Linked DNA regions of Drosophila melanogaster: all the other regions are linked to region 1. A link is a contact called in public Hi-C data. All regions are on one chromosome and are shown on one strand. The core of a region is the stretch at or near the end of the contact, and the rest is flanking DNA. Distances in the headings are between cores, read along the strand shown. Region 1 holds the start of CG13917. Region 2 holds the start of CG13810. Region 3 holds the start of CG1146.

What was found. A called contact is a pair of places that touch in the nucleus more often than the background predicts.
Region 2: a Hi-C map of the Kc167 cell line shows a contact between it and region 1, with 1.7 times the contacts expected there. A contact is called at or near these places in 2 of 107 Hi-C or Micro-C datasets (the Kc167 cell line and the S2 cell line).
Region 3: a contact with region 1 is called in a Hi-C map of the Kc167 cell line, with 2.6 times the contacts expected there. A contact is called at or near these places in 2 of 107 Hi-C or Micro-C datasets (the Kc167 cell line and the ML-DmBG3-c2 cell line).

The regions. Positions count from the first base shown.
Region 1 is chr3L:1,574,053-1,577,969 of dm6, forward strand. CG13917 reads left to right here and starts at 2,647. Exons shown (of 5, transcript NM_139371.4): 1 at 2,647-3,079. Tmep (Transmembrane endosomal protein) reads left to right here. Exons shown (of 8, transcript NM_001299970.1): 8 at 936-2,278. The coding sequence ends at 1,219.
Region 2 is chr3L:2,183,260-2,187,226 of dm6, forward strand. CG13810 reads left to right here and starts at 2,671. Exons shown (of 3, transcript NM_139440.3): 1 at 2,671-2,795; 2 at 2,864-3,109; 3 at 3,237-3,967. The coding sequence starts at 2,723.
Region 3 is chr3L:2,486,323-2,490,445 of dm6, forward strand. CG1146 reads left to right here and starts at 2,482. Exons shown (of 2, transcript NM_167951.2): 1 at 2,482-2,568. The region is part of intron 13 of Svil (Supervillin); the gene reads left to right.

The DNA of each region.
Region 1 (3,917 bases), core at 1,397-3,896:
GCGATGCTCGCTACTAAACACTAATTGCAATCACAATTCCACATTTCCGAGCGGGACGCGATCCGAAAGCGAAGCAAACAAGTGTACTTATAGCCCTAGCGCCTTAGCCCTAGCTTAATGCCCCACAGTATCCCCCGAAACCAAGCTCAGAGAGGAAGATACGTACTAGGCCTAGTTACTTACTTACTCACTCCACAAAACGCTGAAAGCTGAACAGAAATTAACTTAGCCAGTCCATTGAGTTCAGGGCTTTTAGAGTTGCCTCTGCGTCTGTGTTTCTGTATTTCCTACGTTTACACTCTACACCTAAACTTAAGCGTTTTTTAAAACAACTTATTTAGACGTTAGCTATGTACGAAACGAACTATAATATTGTACAATATTATGTATTTGTAAACAAAGATTTTATTATACTGTATGCAACAATGGCAGTCGCTGAACAGGATTCCCCATTCAAGCGATCTTCAAGCTAGTTTCCCCTCAGCATTTATTTACGTGTTTCCGTTTCGCTCAAAGATACCAAAAACGAAGTTTTTCCTTCTTTTATTTTGATTTCCCCTTTTGACCACCCTTTTGTGATAAGCTCTCGTCGTCCTTCTATTTACTTCTGTTTGTAAATGTTTAAACCAATTGTATAAAATATCTAAAATACTTAGCAATAAATGTACGATAAGCTTGACAACTGTTTGCCTCGCCTCGTTTTCTTCGTTGCATGTTTATTGGCCTCTTTCCAACTATATATATCATATATCCGTGCCTCGATTAAGATTTTTATCGTAGAATTAACTAATAACTAAAATCTTCAGTAACATACTTAATCGAGGAATGGTTGTGACAAGCATGGCATGATCTAATGTTTCTTGTTAATAAGTTAGACCCTCGATCTGTGTGACCCGTAACGATTAAGTCCATTCCCTCCAATGAAACCCGCACAGGTGGCAAGAATTCCCGCGGCATTCGCGTCTCCAGCTACGATCCCGACGATCCCAGCTCGGGAGCAGCAGCTGGAGGCATGCAGGCGTCGCAGCCCACCAGCGGTGGATACGATGCGGTGGCCACTGGACCAGGATCTGGCGGCAACGGCGGCAGCAACTGCATGGCCTCAAAGACGCTGGGCAACCAGAGGAAGTTCCAGCCCGGCGGCCAGCGGGTGGCGACCATCAGCCAGAACTACAACGAGAAGACCATGCTGCTGAGCAGCGACGATGAGTACCAGTAGAGGAATGGAGAGATCGGGATCGATGGTCCCACTTATTGTTAACAAAATCGAGTCTTTCGTTCGGATCCGATTCGATTCGTTTCGTTTGGTCTATCCAGTGTGCTGATTCTGTCGCTTGTACAATAATCTTAGGTAGCCTAGCCGAGCAGCATCACACGACCCATTGGGCGGAAGATTAAAGATAACGTAATGATATACCCTGTAAAGTGGGGTGTGTGTGGCTAGAGAAGTGTAGTCTATGGATAAGTTCAGTACAATTTTTTTATTTTAATGGATGCACTTCTGCTTTAACCAATTTGATGATTTATATAGAGAATTTTGAAGCATTATCTATAGACTACAGTGGTCCACCACCCCAATACGACTTAATCTGCGCAAAGGTATTTTGTAATTTTACACCGCATATGTAATTTGATTCGCTTTGATTCCATTTATCTTGTGTACATTTGTCTGACAATTCAATTGTAAAGCGAACCAAAAAAAAAAAAACTGAACAGAAATCAAAACTAGCGAAAACCGAACTGCAAATGCACTTCTTGCGTCTCACGAACCGTCTACAGGCTGCTTCTACAATAAACTGGCGGAAAAGCTGAGGAAAATCTACACACAAATATATTTATAAGCCAAGGCTAATTTTTAAAGCATACTTAACACAATACATAGCTAACCTATAGCGAATTCGTTAGTTGAATGAATGAGACCAGGTCCAGAAACCAGTTTCCAAGTAATAGGACTATTTCCGGGCCCGAAGTGTATAAAAGAATTTTACCCTGTACAGAGAAAACGAGGTGCTCCAGACCATTGGCTGAAATCGGTCTGAAATCGGTCGAGAACAGTATTTTGATATCTAGCCAGGCTTCCCATCAAATTACGTGTGTTTCTGGACCAGCGTGGTGACCGGAACCGGAAGCAGAGCGTAAGAAACGTAGGAAACGTCAAATTATGTATAATTATCGGGGGCAAAGTGAAGGAAAACCAAGGCAGCAACGTTTTTATGTACATTTTTTTCGTTATTAATATGAAATGAGAATAAAGTAAATGTCATAAAGTACTCTAAATCCATTTATGTATATAATATATCCAATGTTTTATTTATGATTGGTAATAATTATTGGTAAGTTAAGGTTTATAGTTTTTATAAGATGCGTTGGTTGTTCAAAAAGGCTTCTTTTGTTAATTATTGTATTCATTAAAGTAAAATTTTTGATTCATTTTAAAATTTAATTATTAAAACCGTTATGTTTAGCATTCAAATTGATCCATCTCTTGTTGCCACCTTTTTTATTGTACATTTAAGAAAGGGTTTAAGTCTGCGGTGGTGTAAGCACTTGGTATTGACGTGTCTAGGCTGAACGGTCCCTTTATCGCGCTCGCTAGTAACTTTGTACATTCCGGCTGCGGCCACACTGCAAAACCCCTTTAAACCGCAGGAATCGCTCGCGTTTTTTGTCGCGGCGTTAAATTTTTTAAAAGAAACCGAAAGAATATTTAACAGTGGACCTGCGAAAAGAATCGATTCGGCCGCGTTCTAAATCTAATGCCAATTGCCGCGATTATCGGCTTATTATTCAGAAAACAAGAGAAACACGCAAGCGAAAAAACGAAGTTGTGCGGAAAAACCAGTTTTCTTTTTGCCCAGCGAGCAGCAGCAGCAACAACAACAACAAGCGCGTAGTTAAAAAACAAGCTAAAATCCTGTTCAGTCCTGAATTAAATGCAACGCGCAAGAAATCAAAAGAAATATGCCAATGAAAGTGTCGTGCAATAAAGCAATAAATTAATCAAAAGAGGAGTACGAAAACGAGATTTTCCCCAGCGATTCCTGCGAACTAAGCTTGTTTTAACCGAACTAACTAAAACGTAAGTACAAGCCAAGTATATGTATACACACACAATCTTGTAAATCGCGGAGTTTTGCTGTTTTCGTGTGGGTTTTGCTATCTTCTCTCCTTTTTCGCCTCCTTTTTGGCCGCCTCTGCGAGTGTGTGTGCGTGTGTGTGTTGTGCAAATGGCAGGTAGAAAAGAAACGGTTGATAAAAAAATCTTTTCAAGGGCGGACGAGAAAAGTCTATTTTTAACCTCCTTTGTGGCTAATTTTATTCGCCATTTCGTTTGATTGCCCTCCGAAAATTAATAGTAACATTTTATGTAATTGGTGGAAGCGGGTGATGGCATGGCATCCCGAGGAAAAATCAATAAATCAGCGCCGCTGCAGCTGTGTTCTCGTCCTGCATGTGTATGCGTGGGCTGTTTTGGAGCCAGCAGGCGTGAATTGGGGTAGGAATCGGACCTCTCTCTCTCCCGCACACTCCGCCCTCTCTTTTATCCTTACCTCTCTCTCGCCTACCCACACATGCATACAGGCTTTTACTATCCGTGTGAGCCGCAAACAACAAATAAGCCGCTATAAGAAAAAAACGCGTATTTTGGCGGTCCCTCCGCCCACTTTTTCCCCCGCCTCCTCCCCAGTGCATTTTCCCCATGCAAACGAGAAAAATCAATAAGAAACCCACTTGGCCGTAAGAGCTGTGAAAATAAAAGTCATCTAAGACCGAATGCAAACATGGAAATCAGTTATTAACCCAATTTGCATATGCGAGAGCATCATCGCACGGACAAAAAGAGAAAATGCCAGCAACTATAGTTAATCAATCAAACCAACACGAAATTCTGCGAACCGCAAATTAAGTGACTCAGT
Region 2 (3,967 bases), core at 1,421-3,920, 610 kb after region 1:
AATTGCTGAAAGTCAGGCGAGAGGCACCGCATTCGAACCCCCTTCCCCTTGGCCCGAATGTGTGCAATGGAAATGGCAGTGGAAGGGGGTTGCTGGGAGAGCTGGGGAAAACTTTAATGAAAAACGTCCAGCACTTTGCACAATTAACGATTTTTCATGATTTCCCCCGCAGCCGACCGCTCTGCCCGCAGGCAATTTGCATAAATCAGTGCAAAGTATCTGTGACACATGGAGAGCACGGCTCGTAGGTGCTGGCTTTTGGCCACCCGGTCAAATGGGTGGATGTGGGTGGTTGGGTGGTGGGGGTGCCTCTGAAAAATGTTTACACATTTGCAAATGTCTGAAGGTCATGGGTGAAGAGAGGGGCGGAGCGGGGCGGACCCCGAGCGAGCTGTGCAACATGATTTAGGCGTTTGCCCGCTGAGTAATTGTTGTGCGGCGGTTCCGTGGCTCACTGGCGCAGCTTTAATTTAATTTATGCAACGAAAGGAGGCGCCTCCAACAGCACCACCACCAGCTTTCCCTTCCTCCGACTTGTCGAGGGCCACTAAGTGGCCGCTTCAGCGAAATTAAATGCACTTTCCCGGTTGTTGTCGTCGTCATCGCAGTTGTTGCAAGCGATGGCCACGGGGTATCGCTGGGTATTTCAGATCGCATAAATTGATATTCTAGTTAAATTGCATGAGGCAAGCCAAGCGGCAAGCGGAGGTGCCACAGAAAGCACTAAGCTTATGATATTACTCTTAAAGGTGCATTGCATTACCTTTCGAAATTCCCATAGAATGCACTTTATAGGTACTCCCTTCGTTGTGGCAAAACCACATTAAGGATCAATGTATCTATGCTTCAATAAAAGTTTATATTCTATAGTTTCCAAGAGAAATCAACTTTAACTACTTAACGGCTGAACGGAAACAATTCCAGAGTATTTAGTGGTTAAATCAATCCATCGCCATCGCTATCTCCCATGGCGGTGCTTAAATTATATTACTAGCCATCAAACGGTCGATTCTAGACCATTAGAAAATAATTTCATTTGCTATTATTTACGCTGGTTGCAGCTTGCAGCTGCCAGTGAACAGAATTTATTATTATGGCCGCACAATGTGTTTAGTTTTATGGCCCAAGACGTGAAGTGTTTATAAGGAGTAGCGGGCAGCAGACTGCATTCCCCGGACTTATTTAATGCGTAATTACAGCGCAAATCTTGTTAAGCAGTCGAAGAAGCTGGGAAAACGAATGGAAAAGCGAAAAAGCGAGATAGTTGGCCCCGAGCATTCTCGAAAAGGCAACACTTTTCCGAGGGCCAAAGGAGCAGTGCTGAGAGGCAGCTTAGTGTTTGCTTCATTGAATTCATAAGCGTCTCGAAAAGTAAATCCCAGTGAACTTTAGCGAAAATCCTTCGCCCGGATAGTGGAAAGAGTGCAGCTAGAAAAAAAAAACCCTCACATAAAAAGCTATGGGGTTAACCGAGGATTTTGCAGCTCCGGTTCCTTCTCCTCGTCCTCCTTCATGACGAGATTCCCTTCCTCTGCAGCGGACAACGGGTCGTCAAAAGTCAATTAACTGCAACACTTGCAACACAACTTCAACTAATTAGCGTGATGCAGCCCCAGGTAAAGAGGTTGGGAAGGAAGGAGAAGAGGGTGCTGCTGTATACGTACATCTTGTACATCTTGTGCATATAAAACCCCCGGGGATCCAGCAGAACACACAAAAATGTGTAGCATGCTTTTGGGCTTGTGGTAAATAAGAATGCACTTAGCGTCGGGTTTCAGATGAGCTTGCTTAGACGGGCGAATGGGTCCTTTTTTGAAGGGGAGCACCGGACTTTAGGAGATGGAAAGATGGAAAGTATGTCATGATGGGAGGAGAGGTTAATTTGGGTTAGTTGTGGCCAACAGGGAATATTATTTACCTCTGGGAAGCTGTAAGAACGAGGATAGAGAATATATTTCGGCAAAACCAATTATGCAGCCATATTGAGCAATTATGAAATGCATATAATAAATATCTCATTTACAAGATTTATCGACAACTTAATTAAGTCATTACTTGAATAAAAGTTATGATACCTCATTTAAAATAGCTATCAAAGCTAATATACTAAATCATAAAAGGATTGTTTTTGGCTTTAAATGGCTTTGTGTTTCACTACTCCCGCTCTTATCATTCCTATGCGAACCCTCGGGGATATTCGATGTTATAAATTATGTCAATAAATTGGAATGAGGAATAGAGTCATAGTGATAAGAGCACGATTAAACAAAGTGATTCAAGCAGTGCTTGAATTAATCAGGAACATATGATATTAATTTGTAGTCATCATGATTTATAACATTGTTATCGAGACCGCCGCTGACGTAGAACTTATAGATACATTTCGGACCCCCTGCTGCAGTTCAATTGTATCTGTTAGCTATATATAGCCATACTTCCCCAGCCAAAACTATAAATATTCGCTTGTGAAACTTCATTCACTCTGCTCCCATACTTTGCTGGCGTTTCTATGGCCAATCATCATCATCATCTGCATTTAATTAGGGTGTCGCTTGTTCCGAACACCTTATCTTATCCACTCCCTTGGAGACATTCCCAAGAAGATGTGCTATCGGGTATCGAGTGATGATAACCACCTGGCGGCAGTACCAAAACTTCGAATGCATCTCCATTTCGAACTCGCGTTCCGCTTGGAGTAGATGTGCTGTAAATTTCCAACCGAATGAGGCTGCCATCGATGGTGGATAACGTGTGGAAGCGTTTCATGGCCATGTTGTCACTTCCGGATTTGTTGGGTAAGACCCTTGCAGGCTCTATTACCCGAAGCTCTTATTTTCCATTTGGCCATCTGGCCACTTCCCAGTCCTCGGCTGTCTGTGGGCCAGTGGCTTCTCCTTGGGTTACTACGCCAAGTCGGCTTATGTGTACGACAACCTGTGGCCTCACTGGTACGCCCTGGTGGGCGGGTTGGTGGCCTTGGCTCTAACCCTGGGCTGGACCCTCAGAAAGCACAAGAAACAGCAGTACAGCTACGATCACTACTATATTATTTTCTATGGGCTTCTCTGCTCGTTGATGGGGAGCTGCTTCATGCTGACTAGACAGCTGGGTGAGTAATCGATGGAATTCGTTTCCCGATAAAATCAGAGAGATGTTTACGAATGTGCTAGGGTTGACATATAAAAAACAGAGACATCTGCAAACCTTTTGGTTAAGTTTTCCATTCTTGTTGCCAGCTGTTAGTTATTACTTCAGCTTCGTGGGATTGAGTGTGCAGTACTTGGCCGGATTTAGTTACGTGAGCCTGCGTTGTGATGCCTCAGGATCACGACCGTCCAGAATCGCTTTGGCCAACTCACTGTATGCCGGAGGAATGGCCACAGGATTTGTGATTTTCAACGAGATGGAACCGCAGCGTAGCGGATTGATTGCTCTGGGAATTAATCTGCTCTTACTCTGCCTGGTTTGTCTAAACGAGCTGCTGCACCATACTGGCTGCATTAACTACAAAGAATCAAGGGATTTGGTGTTTAATCTACTCAACGAGGAGAAGATGGTCTTTCTGCCGCGCCAGGCGATTTTGGCGCAGTTTGTGGACAGAACGGATTACGAACTGAAGGAAAGCCGGCAGTGGCTGGTGCTGATCCTGGGAGGATCGCTGGTGTGCCTCCAGAAGAGCTGCCTTCTCTTCTCACCCACCTACATGCAGCTAACGTGGAGCAGCACGGTGGGCTATTTGCAGCAAACCCAGCTCTATATACCCTTTGTCCTGTACTCGGCTGGCACCAGTTTTGGAGCACTGCTCCTGATGAGATACACCCCCAAGTTGGTGTACCTACTCTTCGGACTTATTCAGATAACTTCGATTGTGGCTCTGCTGTGCATCTACAGCGATGAGCAGTCGGAACACTGTTTCCTGTTCCTCTGCCTCATATACATCACAATGGGTGTGCTTTCGAGCCAGGGA
Region 3 (4,123 bases), core at 1,232-3,731, 910 kb after region 1:
GCCGCCCTTTTCGCGCCTTTCCCCAAAGTAATCACACTTAATTACTGGGACTCCGCCTCCTTATACGAGTTTCTATATGTATGTATATACATATATGGTGCCCACCATCCCATCGTCTGTTGGGTGGAGAAATTGTGAGGAAATCGTGTCAGAGCGATCTTCTGACCCACACACCAAACAAAATGCATATTATATTCCCCACTCTCAGGCCAAATGAGTTTTCAAGTGCTGTCGCTTTTGTTATTGTTGTGGTTGCTACAGCTGTTACTGTTTTGGGTTCCCTATTTTCATGGTGGCTCAGTACACTGAGCGAATTAATTGTGGGGGTTCCCATTGCTAGACTTTTATTTATATTGCATTGTATTGCAAACTACAAAGTATTATTTTCTGTGTGCTTGACGACAGCACAGTGGGACAAGGTCAATGTGCAGAGCATATATTTAGAGAAGATAGATCATCTGCAAGGGAGTGCCCATTTCGCTTGTTCCCCCACCCAAAGTTCTACCCTCATTTTCCGCCCCACGACACTTGACGCCCATTATAGTACAATTTATTAATAATTAAGATGAATTTCTGTTTTCTCTGCTCTGATGGACGCGAGACACTCGTATTCATGCGCTGTTTGGCAGACGTCCCAGGTGGCGTATGCGCAATTAGTCTGCCCAACTCTTTGACGCAGTCCCCAAGCGCGTGTCAAGGCAGAAAGAAATCTTTGTAATTTAGCACAATTTATCAGGCCGCGATCGCAGAAAGCGAGTGAACAAACGGAGTGGAGCAAATGAAAATGCGCATAGTAATGAAGGGCTCGCCAGAGTGCCGCATCCAGAATACAGCATCTAGCACACAGCATCTCGCATCCAGGAGTTTCGGTTCCAAGAGGGCAGCTAAAAATATATAGACAGTGTCTAGTTTTCTACTCCTGCCTTCACAATTTGGAGGCAACTGCCAACTTACATTTTGCCATAATTTTCCAAACTTGCCTTGTGGGCTGTGGCAAGCGCAGCATCTGAGAAAGCAAACCAAAGGCAACTACAGCAGCCAGACCAGACACTCAGAGAAAAAATGTGTCAACTGGAAAATTAATGTTTGCTTCCTAAGCAAAAAGAAAAAATATATCTTTCAAATATATTTGTCTGATCTTTAACTTTTTGATTAAACCAAACACTTGGCTCTTGGAAATAATATATGTTTTTGGGCAGTTTACTTACCTTTTTTCCCTAACTGTAGCAACAATTACAAAGTGAAGAAATAAAGATGGAAAAGGAGGCGAACGAAGGTTGCTTTTGGACTGCTTCTAACTGGCAGAAGTTGTTGTTTTAGGGGCTTCGCAGGGTCCGCAGCATTTGATCTCCGCCTGGAGATCTTGAACGTGCTCATCTTCCAGCTGCAGGCCTCGCCTTCTGCTGTTGTAAATTGTTTTGTAAATTTGATATACTTGCAGTTTTGTGCTCCGGCTCGCCGCAGTCTACTTCATTATCATTGTTGCAGTTGCTGCTGCTGCTGCAATGCTGCAATGTTGCTGCGGTGCTGTTGATGTTGCTGCTGTACTTGTTCATTAGTCCATGCCCTCGCATCAGTGACAACAGCGGCGGAAAGGGGCAGAAAAACAGCAGTAGCCCGAGCTGTTCATAAACTTCTAAAATCAACTGCGGCCCTCTGTTTTCCCCGTTTGTATCTGTATCTGTATATATATATATCTGCTGCTGTATCTGTATCTGGCCGATGTATCTACAAGCTGCAAGAATGCCTGCTTATTGCTGATTACTTTTATTGCTTCTGTATGTGATTCATTACTTCTCGAGATAAGGTGGCTTGCTGCTCTCGATCCTCTACCTTTTTTCTTAGTTTCTTGGCAGCTATTGAATTTTTAGACAATTACATCATTGTGCCTCAAGTTGCTGAACTTGCATTGGTTTATTTTTAGTGCGACTAAATGAATTTCGCGTTAGGCCTTCTTGGCTGCCTTCTTCTCTTCTCTGGTGATTCATCTCATCAGCTTGGGCAGATGTGGGCCCAGCCCAAAAATTTCGTTGTCCCTTTTTATTTGGTCACATTCCAGTCACGAAGTGTACAGAAAATGTGTGTGTATACAGACGATCGAATTTTTGTTAAGTTTTGGTACCATGTAAAAGTAAGACTTAAAACAGCTTCCTTAACAATAATGTATTTCGAAATAAGAATTGAGTAGTAATTACAAAGAACCATTACTTGTTCAGTTTCATAGCTGATATTTGTCACATTAAAATCACCCTTTTTATAATTTACCCTTTTTCACGGCATGCCCACAATGATCTTGTTTACTACGCTTAGTTTAATTTAAAAAGCCTTCTTAGCTGTCGTCTTGGCAGCTTCGTCTTCCTCCTCGTCGTCGGAGACTCGGAGCTTCGTTTTCCTCGAAGACCCGGCTTTTGAAGAATCCGATCCAATGCGATACGATGCGATCCCGAGTTCCCGACTTCGGCGGTCTGTAAATTTACGAGGCAGTTTCAATCGCGACTTGGAAGCGAGTGGTTCGCACTTCGCAGCGGCAATTCGAGTTTGATTTGAGCTCTCGATTCGCCAGACATTGTTGCTATTGTTATTAGTATGCATTATTACCCGCTGCCGGTTTCAATTGACATTAAAATTGATAAGCGACAACTAAAAATAAAAATAAAACTGGAGGCCCGCTGCGAGTTGCATAAAAAGTAATGCGAAGTGGTTTCCTGAGTTGCATAAACTGTCGAATGCAGCAGGAAGCGAATGGCACTGTTTTTACTTATCTATTATTTTTTGTTTTTTGTTCGCATTCGCTTGGCAGCGGCTGAAAAGAAAAAGTGAAATATGAAATTATGAAAAGCGATATATAAATACCAAAGTGTTTCAAGGCTGGCTATTCCACTTGTGTGCACAAATAAGCACACATACATACGTGACTACCCACCCACCTGTAAATACAAAACTTTCTCAAAGTGCGACTGTCAAAATAAAATAAGATTTGACATGAAATCTCCGAAGTGACCGCAATCTCTTTGGCCATTACAAATCGCGTAGAAAAGAACCAGAACCCACGCAAATGATTCAGAAATAAGTATTTCACTCTGCTCGACACAAAATGTGTTCTGAAATCCGAAAGGCGCATCTGTTTTCACATCTAGTCGCGATGCAAATGTCTATATTAGATGGGAAGATTTTACAAAAAGATGACACAAATTTCTAAGGGGCGCAAAATCAACAATTAGCAATTAATTCCCATAAATCACAAAGAGGCACCCCAGTTGCTCCGTTTGTTGTTGTTGATCGTGCCTTTCTATATTTGGTTTATTTACCTACGTGAGCTGTTTGCATATGTCGCGTCTCTGATAAACCAGGCAAATATAATAAAACCGAAGATGATACAGAGCGCAGTGGAAATGTGGAAACCGCAGCAAATATTTACACTAATTTTGAAAGAGATATATTCCTAAAAGAAGCTGAAAAATATAACATGCTACTAATGAACTACAAAACTCAGAATCAAAAATTATAATACTTATGTCAGTGTTATACATACAGTATAAATTTCGCAAAGGGTTAAGGTTTGCTAAAAGAACTTCTTTGAAATGAAAGTTGCCCATTTGCTGGCTCCCTCGCACGCGCACGCTCTTATCAGACATGACCAACTACTTGACCCAACCAGAACAACAACAATGGCAGCCCGAACAACAACAACAGCGCAACAGCATCATCAGATTGCCAAGAAGAATTCTGCGCAAGTGCAGCAGGTTTGCTCTCTCTTGAAGAGCGAGCTTAAGGCGACTGCGCTCGCCAAAGAGAGCAGCCGAGCGAGCAAGAGAGCGTGGGGGAGAGCAAAAGCTCCCCGCTTTGGGGAGCAGTTTCGCATCGCACCGCTGAGTTTCGCATCGACATTCGCGTTCACGTCTGAGTTCGAAAAGAGGAGCCGAAGAGAGGAGAACGACCGCGAGGCGCAACGGAATACAAAAAGCGGCTGAAGAAACAAAAGAATCCGATCCGAAACAGCTCGCAAAAAACTAAATAGCTGCTAAATAAATAAATAAATAAATAAAGCTCGGGCTATCAGATGTCGGGCCAAGATAAAAATACGCACTAATGGAAATATAAATATAAATATTAATGCAAGCGG